7 separate regions of the Mus musculus genome follow, and regions 1, 3, 4, 5, 6 and 7 are each linked to region 2. The links are chromatin contacts, called in public ChIA-PET, Hi-C, HiChIP or PLAC-seq and capture Hi-C maps. All regions are on one chromosome and are shown on one strand. Each heading gives the region's core, a stretch centred on a gene start, on an enhancer-like site or on the middle of the called end of the contact. The rest is flanking DNA. Distances are from core to core; before and after follow the strand shown. Region 1 holds the start of Tec (tec protein tyrosine kinase). Region 2 holds the start of Commd8 (COMM domain containing 8). Region 3 holds the start of Txk (TXK tyrosine kinase). Region 4 overlaps Tec (tec protein tyrosine kinase). Region 5 holds the start of Cox7b2 (cytochrome c oxidase subunit 7B2). Region 6 overlaps Txk (TXK tyrosine kinase). Region 7 overlaps Tec (tec protein tyrosine kinase).

Evidence for each region. Hi-C and Micro-C count contacts between places; a contact is called where the count stands out from the background. ChIA-PET counts read pairs in DNA pulled down with a chosen protein or histone mark. HiChIP or PLAC-seq counts read pairs in DNA pulled down with a chosen protein or histone mark. Capture Hi-C pulls out chosen DNA fragments and counts their contacts.
Region 1: a capture Hi-C map of embryonic stem cells shows a contact between it and region 2, with 2.9 times the contacts expected there. The contact joins the promoter of Tec here to the promoter of Commd8 in region 2. A contact is called at or near these places in 6 of 39 promoter capture datasets (the C10 cell line, the HPC-7 cell line, cranial neural crest and 3 more), 5 of 115 datasets of contacts at active chromatin or transcription factors (the 230-238 cell line, astrocytes, embryonic stem cells and 1 more) and 3 of 9 other capture datasets (adipose tissue, embryonic stem cells and liver).
Region 3: a contact with region 2 is called in an RNA polymerase II ChIA-PET map of memory CD8 T cells, with 48 read pairs. The contact joins the promoter of Txk here to the promoter of Commd8 in region 2. A contact is called at or near these places in 7 of 39 promoter capture datasets (the HPC-7 cell line, cranial neural crest, frontonasal cranial neural crest and 4 more), 1 of 15 datasets of contacts at CTCF or cohesin (large pre-B cells), 13 of 484 Hi-C or Micro-C datasets (CD4 T cells, CD8 T cells, the G1E-ER4 cell line and 9 more), 6 of 115 datasets of contacts at active chromatin or transcription factors (astrocytes, large pre-B cells, memory CD8 T cells and 2 more) and 1 of 9 other capture datasets (liver).
Region 4: a contact with region 2 is called in an H3K27ac HiChIP or PLAC-seq map of microglia, with 7 times the contacts expected there. The contact joins the enhancer-like site here to the promoter of Commd8 in region 2. A contact is called at or near these places in 6 of 39 promoter capture datasets (the HPC-7 cell line, cranial neural crest, hippocampal neurons and 3 more), 5 of 484 Hi-C or Micro-C datasets (the G1E-ER4 cell line, cerebellum, forebrain and 2 more), 3 of 115 datasets of contacts at active chromatin or transcription factors (the 230-238 cell line, large pre-B cells and microglia) and 2 of 9 other capture datasets (adipose tissue and liver).
Region 5: an H3K4me3 HiChIP or PLAC-seq map of stem cell-derived neural progenitor cells shows a contact between it and region 2, with 5 times the contacts expected there. The contact joins the promoter of Cox7b2 here to the promoter of Commd8 in region 2. A contact is called at or near these places in 7 of 39 promoter capture datasets (the 3T3-L1 cell line, cranial neural crest, embryonic stem cells and 3 more), 3 of 484 Hi-C or Micro-C datasets (all in embryonic stem cells), 3 of 115 datasets of contacts at active chromatin or transcription factors (embryonic stem cells and stem cell-derived neural progenitor cells) and 1 of 9 other capture datasets (embryonic stem cells).
Region 6: an H3K4me3 HiChIP or PLAC-seq map of bone marrow-derived macrophages shows a contact between it and region 2, with 3 times the contacts expected there. The contact joins the enhancer-like site here to the promoter of Commd8 in region 2. A contact is called at or near these places in 16 of 39 promoter capture datasets (the 3T3-L1 cell line, 3T3-L1-derived adipocytes, the C10 cell line and 11 more), 27 of 484 Hi-C or Micro-C datasets (the G1E-ER4 cell line, the HL-1 cell line, the N1E-115 cell line and 12 more), 3 of 115 datasets of contacts at active chromatin or transcription factors (astrocytes, bone marrow-derived macrophages and embryonic basal ganglia) and 1 of 9 other capture datasets (embryonic stem cells).
Region 7: a contact with region 2 is called in a Hi-C map of B cells, with 5 read pairs. The contact joins the enhancer-like site here to the promoter of Commd8 in region 2. A contact is called at or near these places in 1 of 39 promoter capture datasets (pre-B cells), 1 of 484 Hi-C or Micro-C datasets (B cells), 1 of 115 datasets of contacts at active chromatin or transcription factors (large pre-B cells) and 2 of 9 other capture datasets (embryonic stem cells and liver).

Annotation. Positions count from the first base shown.
Region 1 is chr5:72,866,956-72,869,887 of GRCm38.p6, forward strand. Tec (tec protein tyrosine kinase) reads right to left here and starts at 1,493. Exons shown (of 19, transcript NM_001113460.2): 1 at 1,439-1,493.
Region 2 is chr5:72,166,596-72,169,580 of GRCm38.p6, forward strand. It overlaps Commd8 (COMM domain containing 8), which reads right to left and starts at 1,594. Exons shown (of 5, transcript NM_178599.5): 1 at 1,484-1,594. The coding sequence starts at 1,549.
Region 3 is chr5:72,751,295-72,754,313 of GRCm38.p6, forward strand. Txk (TXK tyrosine kinase) reads right to left here and starts at 1,483. Exons shown (of 15, transcript NM_001122754.2): 1 at 1,385-1,483. The coding sequence starts at 1,400.
Region 4 is chr5:72,774,810-72,777,804 of GRCm38.p6, forward strand. The region is part of intron 9 of Tec (tec protein tyrosine kinase); the gene reads right to left. Among named protein-coding and RNA genes, the nearest start is that of Txk, 24 kb to the left of the region's middle. Within about 2 kb of position 1,547, at least 5 of the 459 cell types and tissues checked have an H3K27ac peak or open chromatin away from gene starts, as enhancers often do. A contact at or near this core is called in microglia, where this site is marked.
Region 5 is chr5:71,546,687-71,549,567 of GRCm38.p6, forward strand. Cox7b2 (cytochrome c oxidase subunit 7B2) reads right to left here and starts at 1,519. Exons shown (of 3, transcript NM_030052.3): 1 at 1,487-1,519.
Region 6 is chr5:72,709,408-72,712,144 of GRCm38.p6, forward strand. It overlaps Txk (TXK tyrosine kinase), which reads right to left. Exons shown (of 15, transcript NM_001122754.2): 10 at 838-1,009. Among named protein-coding and RNA genes, the nearest start is that of Txk, 42 kb to the right of the region's middle. Within about 2 kb of position 1,379, at least 27 of the 459 cell types and tissues checked have an H3K27ac peak or open chromatin away from gene starts, as enhancers often do. A contact at or near this core is called in bone marrow-derived macrophages, where this site is marked.
Region 7 is chr5:72,811,494-72,814,467 of GRCm38.p6, forward strand. All of the region lies in intron 3 of Tec (tec protein tyrosine kinase), which reads right to left. Among named protein-coding and RNA genes, the nearest start is that of Tec, 55 kb to the right of the region's middle. Within about 2 kb of position 1,583, at least 64 of the 459 cell types and tissues checked have an H3K27ac peak or open chromatin away from gene starts, as enhancers often do. A contact at or near this core is called in B cells and pre-B cells, where this site is marked.

The DNA of each region.
Region 1 (2,932 bases), core at 243-2,742, 700 kb after region 2:
GAGGCCAGGCATTCTTCAAGAACACAAATGTGCCAGTAATTGTCCACAGTATCTCCATCCTCCTTTAAGGATCAGCTGTAGGGAGAGAGGTTACACATAGCCCCAGCCCTGTCTGTAAACAAGACCACCTTGTTGTAAGGGAATCAAGAAAACAGTGTGGCAATGCTAAACCTTGCATTCCCACCCTAGATTCTTTCCAATCTAGAAAGAGAGGGAAACTCTAGGCCAAAGATCCATGTAGGGCAAAGGTATCGCCTACTAGAGCGCTTCACTGATTTGCATGTGTTTACAATACCTGTCCCCACACAATTCCACAAACCCGAAGGCACACACCCTTGTGGGAAGAACGAGGGTGATTTACATAGGCACCCTACAGAAAGCACCCCTGAGCTGGCAAGGAGAGGAATAGTGATCGGATTCATAAGTGTATGGCGAAAAGATAGGTCTGTCTTAAACAATGAAAATGTAACTGGACGACATGGATGTTTTCAAATACTTAATGTGTAAGTTTAGCCACAGCTCCCCCCAACCCCCGCCTCGCGGAAAAAAATCAAGCTCTTCCTTATTTTGAGTCTATAGACCACAGAGCTACAGTGTCGATCACTCAGCTATTAAATCCCAAATCTTACTTAGGAGACTCGATGCTTCCTCCTACCGCGCCTCGGCTCTGTAAAAGAATTATATAGACGGGAATAGGTTGTCAGAGTTTCCTTAGAGGAAAATGGGAACTCACTGGAAAAATGTAAAACCTCTGCTTAAAGCATGCAACTATTCTGTCTGGATAGGCTCCAAACCCACTTAACCAAGCCAGCCACCCAGTTGTCCCAATTTAACACTGCGATCAACTCTTCTAACCAAATATTCCACTTTCCAAAGATAAGCCCGAATGGGACCTGGTACACAGAAACATATTCGCCAACGACAGGAAAAAGTTAAGAAATGTCAGATCCAGGGGAAATTGCACAGTCTCGGGACAAGGTCCACGTAGTTTTTCCCACTTTGATTCTTCGAGTCCCTGTTTATCAAGATCCAGATACCACTTTCCAGAAGAGAAAAATAGCTAAAGAAGTACGTGCACCTGCTCGGGCACAAGCAACTGTGGACTGTCTTCCTGGATTCGAACTTTACCGCGGGACAAGCAGAAAGAAGAAAGGCCCCCTGCCGCTCAACTGGGAAAGGAACTCAATCGCGAGTCCTCTCGGCTCAGATACCAAGTCCAAAAGGGCTCAGATCTGCAGCCACCGGGGAAGGCGCGGCCATCAGGGGAGCGCACCTGTCCCTTCTTCCTGGCCCAAGGGGGACGGGCCTCTGACCTGACGCAGAGAGTCCGCTCTCACCTCCGTGAGAAGGGTAGAAAAATCCTCCCTAATCCCACTAAGGTCAGTCTCCCGCAGGTGGAGGCCAACTCCGTGAGCGCCGAGAGTCCCTTGGTTCTTACCTTGACGGAGCGCGTGCCGAGACAAGCCAAGACAGAGCGACGTCCAAACTGCGGAGCCCGGAGCTCGGCAAGCGCTGACCAAACCCATCGGCCACGCCCACCGCCCGGCTCCTCCCTGGCCCCGCCCCCTCGCCGCGCCGCCTCTGCCCTCCGCTGCCCACAGCGCCAGTGTCCCACCTTCCTTCCGCGATTTCAAAGCCAAAGGGAAGAATCGGAGCTCGCGGTCCTGCGGCCGAAGTTCCAGGGAGCGTCTCTTATCCAGACAGACGCGGCGTGGGGTCTCTCTAAGTCCGGACTTCCCATCCTAAGAGAACCGTCCAGAAAAATGCTCCTTCGTCCCCGGCTCGGAGAGCCGGTAGCAATAGCACTTGTGGGTGGCTAAGAACCGACCTCCACTTCCGCTTAGCCCCTCGCGGGCGAAACCGGATGATGCTGTGCTCTGGGGTGATAGAAGAATGGGTGGCTTGACTGACAAGCCTGAAGCATCAGAGCCTAGCATAGGGTCACCCACTTACATTATTACTGTTGATACACTAATAATGAAAACAACCTTCAAGTTATTCACTTTAAATACTGTAAAATTCTTAGACTCCAGGAAAGAACGTGCCGTTTGTCACCTAGCTAGCTAGCTAACTGAGAAGCTGTCCTGGAAAGGCTGGGGCTGTAGATCAGTGGTACAATGTTTGCTTAACATGCACAAGGCCCTGGGTTTGATTCCCTACTTTCAAGTCTAAGTTGTCTTTGATGGTAGTCTTGAGTCTTAGCCACTGTTATCTGATCTCATCCATCCTGTACTGTCAGACAGGCATGGTGGCCCACATATTTTATTCCAGCTGAGAGGGCAAAGGCAAGCCCATTTCTAAGCATTTAAGGCCAGTCTGGTAAACATAGTGGTTTCCAGGCCAGCCAGGGCAGGGATATGAGGACCTCTCAGAAGGAGAGAGACACAGGATAGGACTGTAATGTTCATAATAGTCCATGGGAATAAAAGACTGAGTTCGCCTTTGGGATGGAGAGAGAAATTAATTTGTAAAATGCTTGCTATGCCGAAGGTTGATCAGGTAGAGCCCATGTTTTTAAAAAAAAAAAAAAAGGAAAGAAAGAAAGAAAGAAAGAAAAAGGGAAGAGAAAGAAAGGAAGGAAGGAAGCTGTTTTTCACCTGTACTCCAGAGCTGGAGGCAGAACCAAGCATAGCTTGGCCAGTCAATCTAGCCCAACTGGCCAGCTCCGGGTTCCATGAAAGACTTTATCTCAAATAATATGGAAGAGAGCAATTGAGAAAGACACTTAGCCTCTGACCTCCACAGTGGAGCCTTTACATAGGGAGAAAACCAATATACCGGTAAGCAAAGAAACCATTTCACAGGTGAGAAATGTCTTGGCTGAAATAAACTGGGGTAATGAAAGAGAGATTGATGAGGAAGGAGGACTTCTCAAAGGAGGACTCTGTGGAGCTGAGGTTGAACAGTGAATCAGGCAGCCAACCTGAAGACG
Region 2 (2,985 bases), core at 344-2,843:
CCAAAAGCCACCTGTAATGTCTACCAAACAGTATCCTGACACTCCCTGCAACTCTATAAGGTAAGCATTGTAACTGTTCTCATTTTACAAATGAGGACATTGAGGATAAATGATGCTCTACCATAACAGAGTTCCAATCTATCAAAAAAAGTACACATATAAATAAGTGCGTGTGGTAGAGGAGAGGGGATAGAAAAGGTGTTTATGACGGGTGCAAAGGAACAAGGAAAGAGCTGAATTGAAAAGATGAGTGGCCATTAGGCATTCCCAGCCAACGCAATGTGCCCGCACACAGGACTGGAAATAAAACCCCAGCGCAGGAGTGGGAATTGCATCTTTGGAAAGGCAGACAAGGGTGAAAGGGCAGAGGACCTTTGAAAAGGCGAGTAGGGGCCAAATCACAGAAGGCCTTGCATACAACAGAAAGGAGTGAAGGCTTTAATCTGCACTCAACTTTCCTGTAAGTAATTACATTATTTTTCCAAAACTTTGCCAAGATATTGTGAGCAGGAGTAAGTGTGAGACTATAGAGGCAGAGACCATAAACAGGTAAAGGAGGTTGAAAAGGGGAGGTCCAAGGATGAAACCCAGAGTTTCTTAAATAGAGTGGCCTGGTAAAGAAGGATGGTGACACCACAACAACCAATGCTGTGAAAAGGGAGTGGAGACCCAAACCAGGGATTTCCCATAGCTGTGGCAAAAGGCAGAGGCCCAGGAAGAAGACAGCTGGCTCAGCTCTCAGATTCAGGAGTCAAATGTTTTGGCCATCTCTATATAGGAGGAAAGACACCCTGAAAGTTAGGAGACACAGTCCATAGATAGGTTTGAGCTTTGGCCCTGGCTTGCTGGAAACCTGTGGCTGACATATTTCACTGTCCTCATTTGTAAAATCAAAGAAAATGTTTAAAGTACATTTTCTAAAGAACGGAGGGAGTGGCGTTAAATTTCTTTCATCTACAACTGAAGCCGACTTTGGGTAGAAGGGCCACAGTGGAGACTTCTGAAAGCCTGAGCAGGGCAGAGTGCCACCATCAAATCACTTTCACAGAGGTCTGGACCCTGGGTGTGCTGCAAGAAACCCTGGTTGGCTGTCTCTGGTCTCCACAAGCCTGGCTTTATGGGTGAGCTGTTTTCAGCGGCTGCGATCACCTCTTGGCCAAACTTGAGTGGCTACTCCTTTTCTGGTTAGGAGTTGGTTCCTCCCGCCCTCCAGGGAACAGGTCCCACCGGGTTCGACTCCTCACTGCATCCGCCGGACCTCACACAGAAAGGGGCGTTCGGGAGACCTGAACTCAAAGACTGCGGACGCAGCAGATCTCGGGCTCTACCACCCGAGCTTTCTAGAAGCAAGAAGACCCCACACGCACCCAGGCCTGGGCCATTCCTAAACCGCGTAAAGTCCTTAGGCCGCCATTGTGTCTCCAGGGGCCCAAGAAGAATAGTCCGGACCCCGGCCTTCCCGTGCCCTTCACAAACCCCTCACCCCGGCGCCCTGCTCCGGAGGCAGCTTCTGTAGCCGCCAAAGCGGCGTCCCCTCTTCCGGCTCCATCCCCGAGAAGTAGAGATACCTGTCACGTGACAGGCCTGAACCTTAGGCTTACGCTCCGATTCGTCCACGTGACTTTCTGGAGGGCGGGGCCGGCGGGCGGGCTCAAAGTCCTTGTGCGCATGTGCAAAACCTCAGCCATTGGTTTTCTCCTGTAGAAAAAAGAGCAAGTTTTTTTTCCCTCTTTTTTTTTGGGGGGGGGGGGGGGGGGGGAGGGGCGGTCGAGACTGAGGGGAAGTCTGTTACCCATCCGCTTGCTGCTGAAGGAAGATTTACAGACTTTTGCTCGGTTGAGACTGTGTTCAGAGACAGATCTCATAAACTTTCTTCACTGCAGAAAATCATCTAGTAATAGTCACAGCCTGTATTTGAACCCAGGGCCTTTCCCCCAGAGATCTGACAGTCTCCTAGTCAAAGAGTTTGACCTCAAAGACAAATTAAAGTTACTTTTTTTTTTTAATTTTTTTTTATTTTAAGAAGAGATGTGGGGTGGGGGGCTGGAGAGATGGTTCAGCAGTTAAGAGCACTGACTGCTCTTCCAGAAGTCCTGAGTCCAATTCCCAGCAACCACATGGTGGCTCACAGCCATCTGTAATGAGATCGAATGCTCTCTTCTGGTGTGTCTGAAGACAGCTACTGTGTATTCGTAGACATAAAATAAATAAATCTTTAAAAAAAAAAAAAGATTGGATCCCCCCCCCCCGTTTACAAACAGCAAACGCAATCCAAGACAGAACTCATAGAAAGGCAAAGTTCAGCTATATATTATTAAGCAACCCAAAGACTCATTATCCAAGCTAAGAAACAAAACAACCTGCTGGTAAAGAAAACCCATGTTTATACCCACACATTTACCACAGGAGTGAACCCAAAATTCTTTGAGTTGTAATTTCAATCCAAAAAAAAGAAAGTTCGTGATAGAATGAGCCTTGTCATGAGAAGGTGCCATAACAATTAGGGTGATTACAACCCAATATGTAATGTTAGGATTAAGAGTGTTAGAAAGTGCTGAGAGGCATAGATAGAAAAATAGATAGATAGATAGATAGATAGATAGATAGATAGATAGATAGACAGACAGACAGATAGATAGATATGCCTTGTCCACAGTCACATACATGAGCGATAGCTGCAGAGTTTGAAGAAAGAATGAGAGTTCTGCTGTTCTGCCTGGGTAAAGGAAGGCTTACAGGAATGCATGCTTCTGTGACCATGCAATGTGTAAGTTAATAGTGCAAAATGACATCCATCAGGATATAAAGGATATCAAAAAACGGGATTTAGACAACACTGGACACCAAGAAAAGGTTGACCTTTGAAACATGACTATATTAAAATTGAACTTCTGGCAGATGCTGAATTTAAAATATTACATAAAGTGAGAGGAAAGAGCCCTTAATATTTAATGTCTTTTCATTAGTAATCGCTTGTCTTTGTAT
Region 3 (3,019 bases), core at 233-2,732, 580 kb after region 2:
TGAACAGTCAATGTGTTTGGCGCATACAAATAAGCATCCTTAAGTTTAAAACACCCTGGAGGGCACTTGGTGGTGCCTTGTCAATGGCGAATACTCATTATTTCACGCAGAAGAAAATGGAGTGGTTTAGCTATGGCTCATGGCAGAAGGACACAGACAGACAGACAGACAGACAGACACTGGATGGTACAGGGACATTGCATTAAAACCATTCCTCCCCCCCCAGGCCACGGGGAAATCTAAGACCCCATAGATAAGTAGTCTCCCACTTCATCCCTAGACAGCCTCTGCATCTACTTGCCTTACACGTAGCTGAGCCTTTCCTGTCATAACACATGGCCTTCCTTCCCCTGGTTCTGATCTCATGAGAAACAATCAAAGCCTTTAAAAGTCCATATTCTGCATCTGCTCAACATTATTCTGCCCTTGGGGAGGTGGGGACTCGTGACAATTCTTTGTATCTTTTTCTGTCTTGAGCTGCTTGGCCTATTTCTGATAACAAGAAACCTTTTTGTTGCTGTTGCTGTTGTTGTTGTTATTGTCTTGTTTTGTTCTTAGTGAATCAAACTGTAAATCATATTCAGGAAGGCACAACAAAAATAGCATTTGATTATTTTTATAAATCCTACCAATGTCTGGAGGTCCTAATAACGTGCTGTGGCTTAAAGAGATATGTAAAATTCGGTCAGTTTTTTCCTACTGCCAGCTAAAAATAAATCAGAATTCTGGCCTAATCTAGAATGACTAAGTTCTACTGATGTTTGATTCCCAGGGCATCTAGAATTAAAATCAGAGATCGTCTTTTTTTTTTCCTTTCCTAAACCCCTATACATAATTAGCCTCTCTTGAGTCTTAACTGTGGAGTGCTTCCAAAAATCGTCTTGAAGTCTTTCAAAGCAACTCTCAGATTAGTTGATGTGCTTGCCAGCTTTGCCCACTGTTTACTTGTGACGGCTATAGGAGGAGGCAGAAAGGGAGCGCTCACACTGTAGACTTGTTCATCCAACCGAGGTGCCAATGGGAACCTGTCAAAGCTGAGGCTAAACCAGAAAAGTCTGATCTCTTCACCCTCAACTCTGAGTTCATTATCATTCAAAAAACAAACATATCCCATCACACTGACCGAATTTCCACACATGCTAAGTACACAACTTTTTTTTTTTTTGCTATTGTCATCTGTATTCTCAATTCTCAAGTATATAATTTTATCAAGAGGCAGTGGACATTTAACTAAGCCACAAAATCCTGTCACTACATCTGAAGAAATCATCTTTAGGATTTCACAAATTCCTTGTTTTAGCAAAACCCACTCCTAGGGGTCACCAGTAGGCAACACACCCATAAACACGCTGTGACATTAAATGGTAAAGCCCATCTTACTCACAAGAGGACAGGATCATGGCGACCCTGCTTGCTGGCCATACACAGAAGCCTTGGTTCTTCAGCTCTGTTCCACTCACGGTAACACATCTTTCAACTGAAAGCATAGTTGTTGGCCTGTGACGTTTCTCACAGGCAAAGTTTACCCCACCTAATTTCCTGTTCTGAAAACCTCAAGAGTGTGTGAATGACAACCCAGTGGCCTACATAAGAAACTTCAGAGCTCTGTATCCAGATCTGAAGTGTTAGCACTTCCTTATACCTACGCTGTGGGTGTGTCTAGAAAACACTTTGAAGAAATCACAGAATTTCGGTAAAAGGGGCCTTCATAGTAGTCAACTTAAACTGTCTTCCCTGTGCTGATACTGGAATAAAGGACCATACAAGAAGAAATTTTACTTACTGGAGGGCTCATAGTGGTACAGGGAAAATCGACTTCTAGGATCATGAATATCCAAACTAGGATGTTTGGCCCTCTGATTTAGGACTGACTCTAAAGACTTGGTTTGGGATTAGGGGAGAATCTAAAGATCTGTTTTAAAAACTGGCTGAAGCTAGGTGTGGTGGCAAAAGTCTTTAATCCCAGCACTCTGGGAGGCAGAGGCGAGTGAGTTCAAGGCCAGCCTGGTCTACATAGAGTTCCAGGACAGCCAGGGTTACATAGAGAAACCTTGACAGACAGAGAGAAAGACAGAGACAGAGAGACAGACAGAGATACAGACAGAGACAGGAGAGGCAGAGAGACAGACAGACAGACAGACAGAGACAGAGAGACAGAAAGACAGGGACAGAGAAAAGAAAAGATTTAGCCTCAGCTTTGACAGGTTCCCATTGGCACCTCGGTTGGATGAACAAGTCTACAGCGTGAGCGCTCCCTTTCATTTGTTCTGTTTTCCCATAGGAAGCATTTGTATGGGCTATGGAAATGGCTCAGTGAGCAAAGTGTTTGACACTGAAGTATAAGGACCCAAGTTCAGAGCCAGAAAAGTTACATAATTGACAAGAGAGCACGGTCTCCCACCAGTAAACCAAGTGCTTGGGAGATGGAGACAAGAGATCCTGAGGGCAAACTGGCTAGCTAGACCAGCCAAATCAGCCAGCTCTGAGTTCAATGAGAGATTCTACCTCACTACACAAGGTGGAAAGCAATCGAAGAAAACACACAGCATCAACTCTAGCCCCCATATGCACACAGGCACATATGCACACATACACACATGTATCCTGCCCCCTGAGACCTACATGTGATAAGAAAGAGTATTTCAAATTGTTCACACAGGAACTCAACCTTCTTGTAACTTTCCTGAGCACACCCTGGTTCCTTTCACAGCTCATCCAGATAAAAGGAGAAGATAGGTGGGGCCTATCTTAGCAATAATAGTAAGGCATGCCTGCATATCACCAGCTGCTTGAAGGAGTTGATTAAAAAGTGTGTATGGTTTTGTGATGTGGGGAGTTGGAAGGAATATGGCACATTATGATGAGAATATTTCATTTTTTTATCCATTATAAAAGGAATGAGCTTAGCCTTCGGCCCAACCTTCAATATGGCGGCACAGACTCTTAACCAAATCGGTGGTTCTCCATGGTCAGAGGGAAGTCAGCAGCCAGCTCCAGTCTGTGTGCTCACCACATGCTC
Region 4 (2,995 bases), core at 297-2,796, 610 kb after region 2:
AAAGTCACTGGGGCCTCTTTGGTCATCTGAATTTCCCACTATTGTCCCAGCCTAGTCATTAAAGATCCTGTTGGGTAGCACTTTCTCTGGGATTGAAACATTCCATCCTGAAGGAAGCTCCATAACACAGAAGGTAAAGAAGTAAAAAAAAAAAAAAAAAAGCTCCAGGAAGTCCCTGAAACTGACCAGATTTGCTGATCTACTCCCTCTCTAGGAATAAACAGTAAAAGATTGCTGAGAGTCACTCACAGGCAAGACAAGATGAATGAAAGACTATCAGGTCACCAAGAAGAAGCTGAAACTCACCAAGCTGTCTGAAAGAGGTTTGGATCAGAGGAGTCACTTGGGAAGAACGCTCTTCAGTCTGTGGAGCTGCCTGCAGGCTGTGCAGTGTGTTCTAGGCTCCCATGCTGAGGTGGGCTTTGGTGGTGTATCTATCTTGGAGTCATATCTGTTCCTATGAGTGACCCCTCACCCATATTCCCATAAGTGATACCAATAAAACTCACTGGTTCGCCAAGTTGGATTTTGGTCTGTTGTGAGTTCAGTAGGGGTGTGTGTGTGTGTGTGTGTGTGTGTGTGTGTGTGTGTGTGTGTGTGTTGCTTCTTCTCGCAAAATTCACACAACAGGCTTCTGGCTTTTGGCCTCAGACACCTTAGACAAGAGAATTCAAAGGCTCCCCCCTGGTTGAGAAAGGTAAAATCACAACAAGCAAAACGCAAGATAAGAAAGCTGACTGAATTCTGCCACCTGAATGTTTTTAGAGAGCACCTGAATGCCTAGTAAAGTGCAATACCCTGTAATGACTTTGGAGCCTGTGGTGATGAGCCAAGGTTAGGAAGAATCAAACTGTGCATCACACTTTATGAAATGAGGCCAAATTCAACAGAACTGTACTATGGTCAGTGCAGACCATATGATCAAGCTATTTATGAATGCAATTGAAATGTGGTAATAAATTGGAAGGGATTCATTTTATCTCTAAGGCTTTTCTGATGATATAAGAAATATGTGTCAGATGTCCAGAACTGTCACACTCACACACACACATGCACACACACGCACACACACACACAATATGGTTAAGAAAAGTTAGCTAGTTAGACACTATAAACTAGCAAAATGTGTAAATTAGAAAATTCTTATTTATCAACAAACAGAAGGTCCAGTTTTAGATCCCCATGGCGAAAGCAAGGGAGGGAAACTTGGTTCAGGTGCAGGAAACTTGGAGAGCTACAATATGGCTTTAAGAAAATAGTAAGATACCCAGGAAAACAAGGTAGTCCTCTCCTCACACTGTAAATCCAGATCCCAGGAAAGGATAAAGGCATCAGGAGAGAGAGAGAGGATGCTGGCACAGGAAGCTGCTCTTAGAAACCTGTTCTAGAGACTTATTTCTGAAGCATCTACAGACTCCTGAAAAAGATCTTTGCATCCTTAAGACAGACTGTGGTTTCTACCCACACCAAAGGCATTCTAGTCAGCATGAGCACAGCAAGCATGGCTCTGGCAGGCCTTCCCCTTCACTATCCCCTCTGCCTTGCTAAAAACCATTAGATACTATTCCTAAAGCGAGCCACCAAGGTCTGTTCCCTTATTTGGCCACTTCCTCCTCCTGAGGCTGACCACCAAGGTCCCGTGATCAAAGTATTGAAGTCCAGCAATCAAAAGCCCCCTTTGGCTCACCTAATCAACATTAAACTCCTCATCCAAACATGATTTCTCCATTTGCCTTTAAAAACTGCCATTTGCCAATGAGTCACATGTCTCTCTCTTCTATCCAGAGGTAGTCTTTGTGCCTCTCTCTCCCTTCCCATGGAACAAATACCCCTTCCCACCTCTCCCCCTCTCCCTTGTTCCCTTCCTCTTTTCCCTCCTCCTCTATCTCTCTCCTGTCTTTGTTCCTTACTCCCTGTCCTCTGTCCCTCTGAGGCAAATAAATCTCCTTTGTGCTCAGAACTTGGTCTCGGGGTGCCTTGTGCCAATACCCTTTCACTCTGTGTGCCAAAGGCCTGCGTGCTGGCAGCTTGGTGCCCAGAGTGGCACTACTGGAAGGCCCAGCAACCTCTTACTGAAACATCTTTATAGGAAGTTCTTGTGCCACAGGGGCACATCTCTGGAGGAGTCTAGAGTGGCCCAGCCCCTTCCTCCCAGCTTTCCAGTTATGATCAAACAGGCCTGTTCTAGTGCATGTTCCCACCACGGTCATTTTCTCACAACAATGCTAAACCAATACTATCACATATCATGGAGCCCAAACTCCAAAACTACAAGCCAAAATCATTTTTTTAACCAGGGATTTGTTACAGTGATGTGCAGCTGAATAATATTAATACACAAGTACAGACCCTTTAGATATATTGAGTTATTAACAAATAAATAGATGAGGTAATAGACTGGTAATAGCTATTTAATAGCAGCTCTTCTCTCTCTCTCTCTCTCTCTCTCTCTCTCTCTGTGTGTGTGTGTGTGTGTGTGTGTGTGTGTGTGTGTGTGTGTGTATGTGTGTCTGTGTCTGTGTGTGTGTTTGTTTCTGAACCTCTAGAATTGAACCTCTAGTATCCAAACTGTTGAGAGGTGTACAAGTCAAACTACATTACTGAAAACCCTGGTAGACCTGGGTCTGACCCAAGAACAGCAGAGATCTGGGGTTCCTAATTGACCCAAACAAACAGAAACACATTCGTCTCAACCTCCATGAGGACATGGAAGATGTGTTACTAACCCAACCAATGTGGGCAAACCCCAACAAAACAGAACCAAGCATAGGGAGGCACAAAGCAAGGACTCTGAGGACAGCCTTCAGCCTTGCTGCCCAGCGTAATGACAAGATGGACTCCCATCCCTGGCAGATGCTGAGGGACTCTCACACTGGAGTCATCTAGAGGAGAAAAGTTCTTCAATGAGATTACATTTCCAAGTGGCGCTATAACCCAAATACTCATATCCAAGTTACAAACTCCAGGAATACAATCCTTACTTGACATCCTGTGA
Region 5 (2,881 bases), core at 269-2,768, 620 kb before region 2:
CCTCTTTCAAGTTTCCCAGCCTTTACCATATTTACTTCTGTAGTAAAATGGTCATGAAATATATGAAATCATTTTTTTTTCATTCCCTTAGATGGTTCTCTGAAATTTATTTAACATAAATACCCCCAACACATGCTGATTTTGGATCAGTCTTCTGTTTCAACCAAGACTCGACTGAGCAGCACCTCTCCCTAACACTCTGCTGCATTCCTCTGGGTCTCTCTTGAATCTGTTTCCCTCTTAAAGGCATCTACATTAAATCTCATTTCTAGGTCATCTCTAGTAAAACTTTATTATCTTCCTGAAGAAGTTTTCCACCGGCTCACATCCATACTGTTTATGTTCTTCCATTGCTGTAAACTAATACTGAAGCACAAAGTTTAAGCTATTTTTAGTATACCAAAATCTTATGAAAATTTGAGTAGTAGCATGAATGGTCCTCATTCCTTATAAAACTGACTTCATAATTCCAGCTTCCTAATTTGGTATCTTTATGTAGCTCCTGTGGTCAAGTAAGTTTGGATTTCAATAGTCAGAATTACTGTCAAGAGTGAGCAGAATTATCAAATGCAAAGCCAACTGAAGATTAAGAGCTTGGAGCAACTTTAAAACCTATATACAAGTCCTATATGTCCAAGACTTGTCTTTGTGTAATTCTCTCTCTTGATTGAATAATAAAATGATGAAAAAGTAAAGCAGAGTCTACTTTTTATGTCACCTACTTAGGACTGACACTAAACAGTTCAGGAAGATACTTCTCCTGATGTAGAAAAAGCAAAAGAAAATAATTTGAATTATAAATTGCTTCCATAGAAGAAAATAATCTATCATCTTCATCCCATCTTTGTCTCATACAAAGTTACTTAAAAAAAAAATAATGTCTACAGATTTCCAGGCCAGGCCCATCAGTGGAAAAAAGTTTAGGAGTCTCCCACTCCTGAGTAGACTGCATTTGCTGCCTTGCTACAAAGATCACGAGTCTTTTTTTATAGACTAAGGTGCCCAAACCTGACTCTATAGAAGCCAATGTAAGCTTCTGTAAAAACTGCCATGTTTCAGTGGACGAATCACTCAGTGAGGAAAACAATCCCTAGTCGGGAACCTTACTCACTTCCTCCTGCTTGTGACTGCGGCTGAGCTGGCCAGGACCACAGGGCTCAGAAGCTATGCTTTGAGGTCGAAGCTAACCTGGGCTACCAATGAACCGAACAAGCAGGCCGTCTCCACAAACAAAAAGAAAGTGGATATCATGCCAGGATTCATTTTGAAACAGAATTTTCCTTCCACATTCACTCTACATCCTAAGATATCAGGCTGTGAGGGGAAATCCAACCGAAATGGTCCCTTTTCCCTGGGGGTGGCGTGGGGGCGACAAGCAGTTAACTAAGAAAGCCCTCAGAACTAGTTGTACAGCCAGTAATTAACAATGAAAGATGATCTCTACAAACTACTGATAAAAAACTGAACCCTGAAACTCTGTACTTACCAGCAACGACACAGGCAAAAGCTAAAAAGAGATGGCGCCGAGGCGAATCCAGTACCTGTCAATAACCCCGCAGTGAAAGAGGCACTTCCTGTGTAGCTCCCGCCCTAGAGGAAAGGAAGGGGCGTGACGGACTTGAAGATGACACCTTCCAATGTTCCAATCTGACCAATCAAATGACCTCATTTACCGCCACAGGAAGTACCAAGGAGACTGGCCTTAGGAGTGTTTCATTGTGTCAAATGTCCCTGTATAAACGAAAAGTTTGAAGCTAGGCATCCTCACCCTCCAGTGCATCATTTCTTCTGTTGGTGCTTCTTCTCTTCCAAACCACAGCACTCTCTGACAAGCCCACGGGCTTTCTCTTACGTTTTTTTTAATTACACGTAAGTTATGAGGGAACTTTGAGATTATTTTTAAAACCACAGAGAGAGGTCAAAACTCCTTTAAACTATCTGGCCTCTCCTATTTCAAGATGCTTATAATGGTGACGAAGTAGTCTTACGACCAAGATGGGACCTTTGAAAAAGAAATAGCAATATAATTACTTAGAATTTTAGGAGTTTAAAATTAGACGATGTGATGGTGATGAACCAATAAAGGGTATAACTAACTCAAACTTGATTTCGCAAACAATATTATTTCTAAATACTAAAATAATATGATGGGATGTTATATTATTTATATTAAAGGCAAAAAATCTCAACAGTTCTATGTTCATAATATGAATTTAAAACAATATTAAAAATTATTGGCATGTGTAGAAGTATTTTAACAAATATATCAGCTTTAAAGTCTTTAATACTGTCATTAATACTTTCTGGAGAACATATTTTGATATGGTATCATGGTTTTTAATTTTTCAAACAATCTCTTATGATTTAGAATGGCCCCGAGGCTTTTAGATCTGAATACTTGGCCCTCAGTAGCTGGAACTGTTTTTGAAGCCTAAGGAGGAGTGGTCTCATTGAAGAAGGTGTGGTCTTGTTGGAGGAGGTGTGGCTTTTTGGATTAGGTTTGTCTAGGTGACCTTTGAGCTGTCAAAATCCCAAGTCATTTTCTCCATTAGTATTCTCTGCCTCCTGCTTGTAGGTCTCAGCTATTTCTCCAACACCATTTCTACCAATTACTGTGATCCCTGCCATGCTAGTCATGAATTCTGACCCTCTGAAACTAAGCAGCAAAATAAAGGTTTTCTTTTATAAATTGCAATGGCCATGGTGTTTTATCACAGAAATAGAAGAGTAACTGAGAAACCTTCAGTATTCCTAAATTGTTATGAGTCTGGTGTTACTAGAGATTCACCAGTTTGGCACAAGGTTTCATTTTAGTAAGATATGGGCTTGTTATTTAAACAAACAAACAAACACGGCCAGGACCAGAGAGTTTTCGAGGCAA
Region 6 (2,737 bases), core at 129-2,628, 540 kb after region 2:
CTGACTACTTTGTCATCTTTAATTCTTCTAATAGGCTTCTCCAATTCAACACCACCACACGCACGCACGCACGCACGCAGGAATCCACCCACGCACCTGGCTCTCCCTGCACAACTTTTAGCCTGCTAGAGGAAGTCCTCTTCCTAGCAATTACTAACTGTTCCTGTAACCCTGTGGAGGGGCTCGTGACTCTTACAAATTCCTGGACTCCTGAATCATGTTAAGTTGTATTAGCTTCACAAGTCTTATGAGCCTCGGGGAACATTCCGGTCCCAAGAAAATAGCTTTACTAGCTACAAATGTAAATATATCTACCAGTTGTCCTGCAGTGAGTTATGACACGTCTCTAATACGTGTGTAGAGAAAGTACCATGACAGGAAGCAGGAACACACATTTCTACCCACACGCGTCTCTGCCTGTGAGAAGTTTTTCTCCTGTTCACTCAACTCTTCACCCTCAGAAAGTCTGATCCCTGAGTTCCCAGCCAAGGTTGTCTCATTCAAGAAGCCCCTTATCTAACATTTACTCAGCACCTACCACTAAGCTAAGCATAATATACTTTCCTTGTCTTTCTCATTGACCATTTCATTAACTCACACAGCGATCCAATGTCAGAAGTACCCGTTGTTTCCAATTGTATAGGTGAGGACTCTATAGACTTGAGGATGACATAGTTCATGCATGTCACACAGAGGTTAAGTAATTTGCCAGGGTTACACAATGTCTTGGGCAGAGTCGTGAGCCAGGTGCAGGTGTGTCTGATTCTAAAGTCCAGGTTCTGTCTGAGACTCTGAGGGGCGGGGCCGTGAGTACGTGGGGCAGGACCTTGCACTTACATCATCACCTTGGCTTCCTCAATGAAGTCTTCTTCAGACATGGAACCTTCATTGATGGCCTTGATGGCGACCGGGATATGTGCTCTCCATTCTCCTAAGTGGACAACCCCAAACTGACCACTTCCGATCTCCTTGACAAAAGCCAACTCTGATGGATCTATCTCCCACTTTTCTAGAAAGGCAAAGGACTCGTGTTAAAAAGTGAAGGAAGGATGGTTAAAGGACAGAAAGGGAGAGCGAAAGATTTCAGAATTATCCAGTCCTATCTCCTTGTTTTACATAGATGTTAAAGGTATACAGGTAAGGATCTGTAACAATATATAATCCAAGATGTCAAGGGTTAAAAGAATTGCCTGCTTGGAGACAAGAATATATAGCACTGAGACTATCAAAACATAATATTACACATATCCATGTACTTTTCTAAACAAAACTAGTGGTGGGACCTAAAGCATGGATGTCCCCAGCCTGGATTTGTTATAGTGCTAAGGGTGGGGCATTTTCTTTTCCGGAGGTACTTCCTCTTGTTGTTTCAGTTTCTCCTACTGTTCTCATTCCACTGCTAAAACACCCTTCCTGCCTTGCGTAGCCTCTCCTTAGGGATGGGTCTAATATATGTAATTGTATACATGTCCATTACCAGGCTGTTAACCAACATATATCTAAACATGTGTTTAAGGTGAAATTTGTGTTGTTGTATATTTCTCATTTCTCATAAGCAAGCCAGGAAGGGGGAGAAAAAGAACTGTTTATAAAATAATACCCTTGAAACTATGCAAGCTTAACTTTTTTAGCACCTAACTTTCCCTACAGCAACACCGCCACCTGCTGGAACTTTAGGACAATGCACTTAGCAGGATTATTAATGATGATAAGTAGTCCCCAACTCAGCAGGGAAATGCTGTTGTAAAGGTGACAGGAGAAACGGATTTATGACCTTGACAGTGGCACAGAATTTCTTGATAGAATATTATCACAGGAAAATATTAATAAACTACAACTCATAATTTTGTCTGCTTATCTGGAGAGTTGACCCTGTGGTTGAGAGTGCTTGCTGCTCCTGCAGAAGACCAGGGTTCAATCTCCAGCATCCACAAGCTGGCTCAAAACCATTCTGAGCTCCATCTCAAGGAAACCCAACTCTGTCCCTCTTCTGGCTTCAGCAGGCCTCATAAAACAGAATATCTAAATGACTGCTATACCTATTAAACCGTGGCCAAAATAACTAATCGTGAGGGATCAAAATTAAACCATAAACCAATACCGTCAAACACTTAACAAAATGGCTAAAGGGAATTTTTACCAAGGGTGAAACTATAGGCCTGGTATTCCTATACATTGCTGATAGGAGTGGAATTTGGTATAGATTCTTTGGAAAATTGATTCTGCCTAGGAAATCTCAAACATTGTGACTAGCCTTTGATGAGACAAAACTACTCTAAACTATACTTACAGCAGGGCCTAACTGAACATTTATCATCTAAACATAAACGAGAGCTTTCATAACTATAGTACTTGTAAGAGCTAAGCCTGAGGGACAACCCTAATAGCTGTGTAAAGGAGGTAGCAACCCTGACAGTGTAGCCCTCCGTCCCAGGGAAAATGAGCTGGCCACACCCAACACAGTAGACGAAATTCAAAGTGGTGAGAACAGGAAGAGGCCAGACAGAGTGTGTAGTTTCTCATTCGATTACCTAAAGTGCTCAAAACTTGGCAAAACAAAACAAAAAAACAACAAAAACAAAACAAACAAAAAAACCCACTATGCAATAGGTGTGGCTTATGCCATATTTTGTTCAAAAAAGTTGATCTTTTCCTGAAAAAGTAAAGAGCATAATTGCCAACTGCCTTGCTAATTACATAAGATCTTACATATAGGAATGATAGATGTACCCATAGC
Region 7 (2,974 bases), core at 333-2,832, 640 kb after region 2:
TGTAAACAACCCTGCCAACAAAGACAGGGAACAGAAACTGCAGGAGAGGAGGCCAGGTTACCTTCCCCATGGGGTCCAGACAGCAGGAGAAACTAGCAGAAGCCTACAGTTATTAGTGGGGTTCAATCAGACTGTGAGCTGAGCTGAGCCAGAATTTACTCTCTAATAAGTCTGCTTCCCCTGTTTGGTACCGACTGACTGGCCCGCCACTGTGCTTGGGAAAATGAGCCAAACCCCATATATTACATGATGGTGCTTGCTACCAGTAGGTTACGCCCCACCCTCAGTGAGGGTGCATGCTGCAGTCTGGACAGCAAGGGAAGGCTTGGTTTGCATGCCTTCTGCAGCAGTGAGTGCAGGTGGCTCTGCACAAAGGATCTAGGAATAAAGATGGAATAGGAAGCATTGTTGGTTGTTGTTGTTGTTTTCGCATACCATATAATGGGGGAAATGCTGTCCCCACAACTGACTACAAAGCACTAGAGAGTCTGTAAAGCTTCTTTGTCAGTTGTTTACTGGATAAACAACTATATTGTCACATTCTGAACAATTTTTCTTTGGGGAAACTTACAAACGTATTTATTTGCAAATCTTGGCGATTGTTTTCTAAAATGAGAAAGAGAAAAAAAAAAGGTTAAGCCAAGAATAGTATTTCATGCCTGTAACCCAGCAAGGAGGGGCAGTTCAAGGCCAGCCTGAGCTACATAGTGACCTCATCCTGTCTTTGAGACACCTCTGGGGTACATACAAAGAAAAGAACTGTAAAATTAAAAGCAAAAAAGACAAACATAAAGTTGGTCTAAGAAATAGATAACAGTTGTCATTGGTAATTATTAAACTTCAACATTTATCTTGGATGTACAGTCTACTCACAAAGCCCAAAGCTAGCAGTGTTAGGATTTTCCTGATAAAATTAAAACAATCCACCCCACTGAGGTCACTTTGTGTGACACGCAGGCTTCTAAGTCCCCTTCTGCTTATACTTTGCTACTTGTGAAAAACAATTCAAAGGGTAGTTCCACTTTTTTCAAATTGTCATGTGATGTCTCCTGGTGTATAATAATAATGTCCACTTTTTAAAATTGTCATGTGACATCTCCTGGTATATAATAACGTCTACTTTTTCTGTCATGTATGTCTTCTGGTATATACTAATAATGTCCACTTTTTACTCGGAGAGAGATTAACATCAGTAAATGCTTTAAAAAACCTTTCTTAATATAAATAATAGATGTCCTCAAAAACAATAAAAAGGAACTAAATGAAAAGGGCAGCTACGTGACGGTGTCTAATGATATTTCTGCTTTCCCCACATACTTTCTGATCACAGCCCTGCAGTCATAAACAGCAGACGCTGTCCTGAGTTAATACTGTGAAGTACTTACTCTGTGACACGCTTAAGTTATCCAACAACAGTTTGGGAAACCACTATGTACTGCTAGCTGGTCAGGGAAAGCAGGAACACACACCCTCCTACCTGGAGCTGGGATGGAACCCAGAGCCCCACCAGTCACTTGTTCTTCCCCCGAGTGAGATGCTGAGGCTGCTGGGATCTGCTCTAACTTCACACGGCGGTTATCTGATACGGTAGAGTGCTTTCATTTGTTTGCACAACCCACACACATCCTCTCCTGAACTGAGGTGGTGTAATCAGAAAACGAGGGGTTTTCTGTCTAGGCTGGAAATCAGTTAACCAGTTAATCAGGTGACCTGAAGCAAATCTTCTCTTTATCCTCAGTTTCCCAAACTGGAACACCTGGAGGCCATTTTTGAAAGTCTCTTCAAGCTCTAAAAATGTATAATTACTCATTATGACACACCAACTATCCCTCCATATCACTATTTATTATATACATCCACACAGGTCTGGGACCATAAAAGTTCTAGTCTCGCCAAGCCCAGTTTTATTCTCAGGGCCTTTGCACATGCTGTCCCCTATGCACAGAGTGTCTTCTCTCTGTTTAACCATTCTCATGTGCTTGGTCTTGGAAGGCCAGACCTTTCCCAACCCCTATCTATACATCAAAGAAAACTGTGGGGGAAAGGGGGGTGTGAGTAGGGTGGGTGACACCCAGTGGGGGGGGCCTTTCCTTTTCAAAAGAGAAGAGGAAGGTGGAATGTGGGGGGAGGACATGCATGATGGGGTAACTGGGAGGAGAGGAAGGGCCAACATTGGGTTGTAAAGTGAATAAATAAATAATAAATTTTTAAAAATCACAATTTCTGTGTTTGTAGCTAAAGCATATCCATTCCCTAAATTTGATCTCTTTTTAAACAGTCTCCAAGTAAGATCAACCATTCCTATTCTTTGTTCTCTCTCTCTCTCTCTCTCTCTCTCTCTCTCTCTCTCTCTCTCTCTCTCTCTCTCTCTCTCGTATGTGTGTTTTGGGGGATAGGGTATGTGTATGCGGGTCTTTTGGGGAATAGGCTATATGTATGTATGTGTGTTGGGGGATAGGGTGTATGTGCCTCTGTGTGTGTGTATGCTTTGGAGGTTAGAGTGTGTGTGTGTGTGTGTGTGTGTGCGCGCGCGCGCGCGCGCGCGTGCTCGAGAGTTTGAGCATGCTTATCTCCCAGCATCATCCCTATTCTTATCAACCGACATTTAGAGGAAAATGAAATTTCAAGGAAGCAACTCCAGGGCTCTAAGGATCTCTAAGCCTGGCAGTTCCTGGTCCAACAGAGACAAAATGCTCACCGCATAAACTGTGACTGTGACATCAGCATGCTTAGGAAAGAAACTTCTATAAGAAGCTGACTACAGCGTGGCAAAGACAAGTCAGTCACTTCAAAGCAGATGGATGGGAAGAGAGAGGTGGGGAGAACCAGTTGACTTCAACTGCGCTACTTCCCAAGCTTTCTGGAAGCCAACCTTTTATAATTGCCTTCGGTCCCTCCAGCACAGTCTGTTGAATATATTCAGTGGGGGAAAAAAGAGCTAAATAAAACTTTGATGCAAGCTTGACTTTTGATT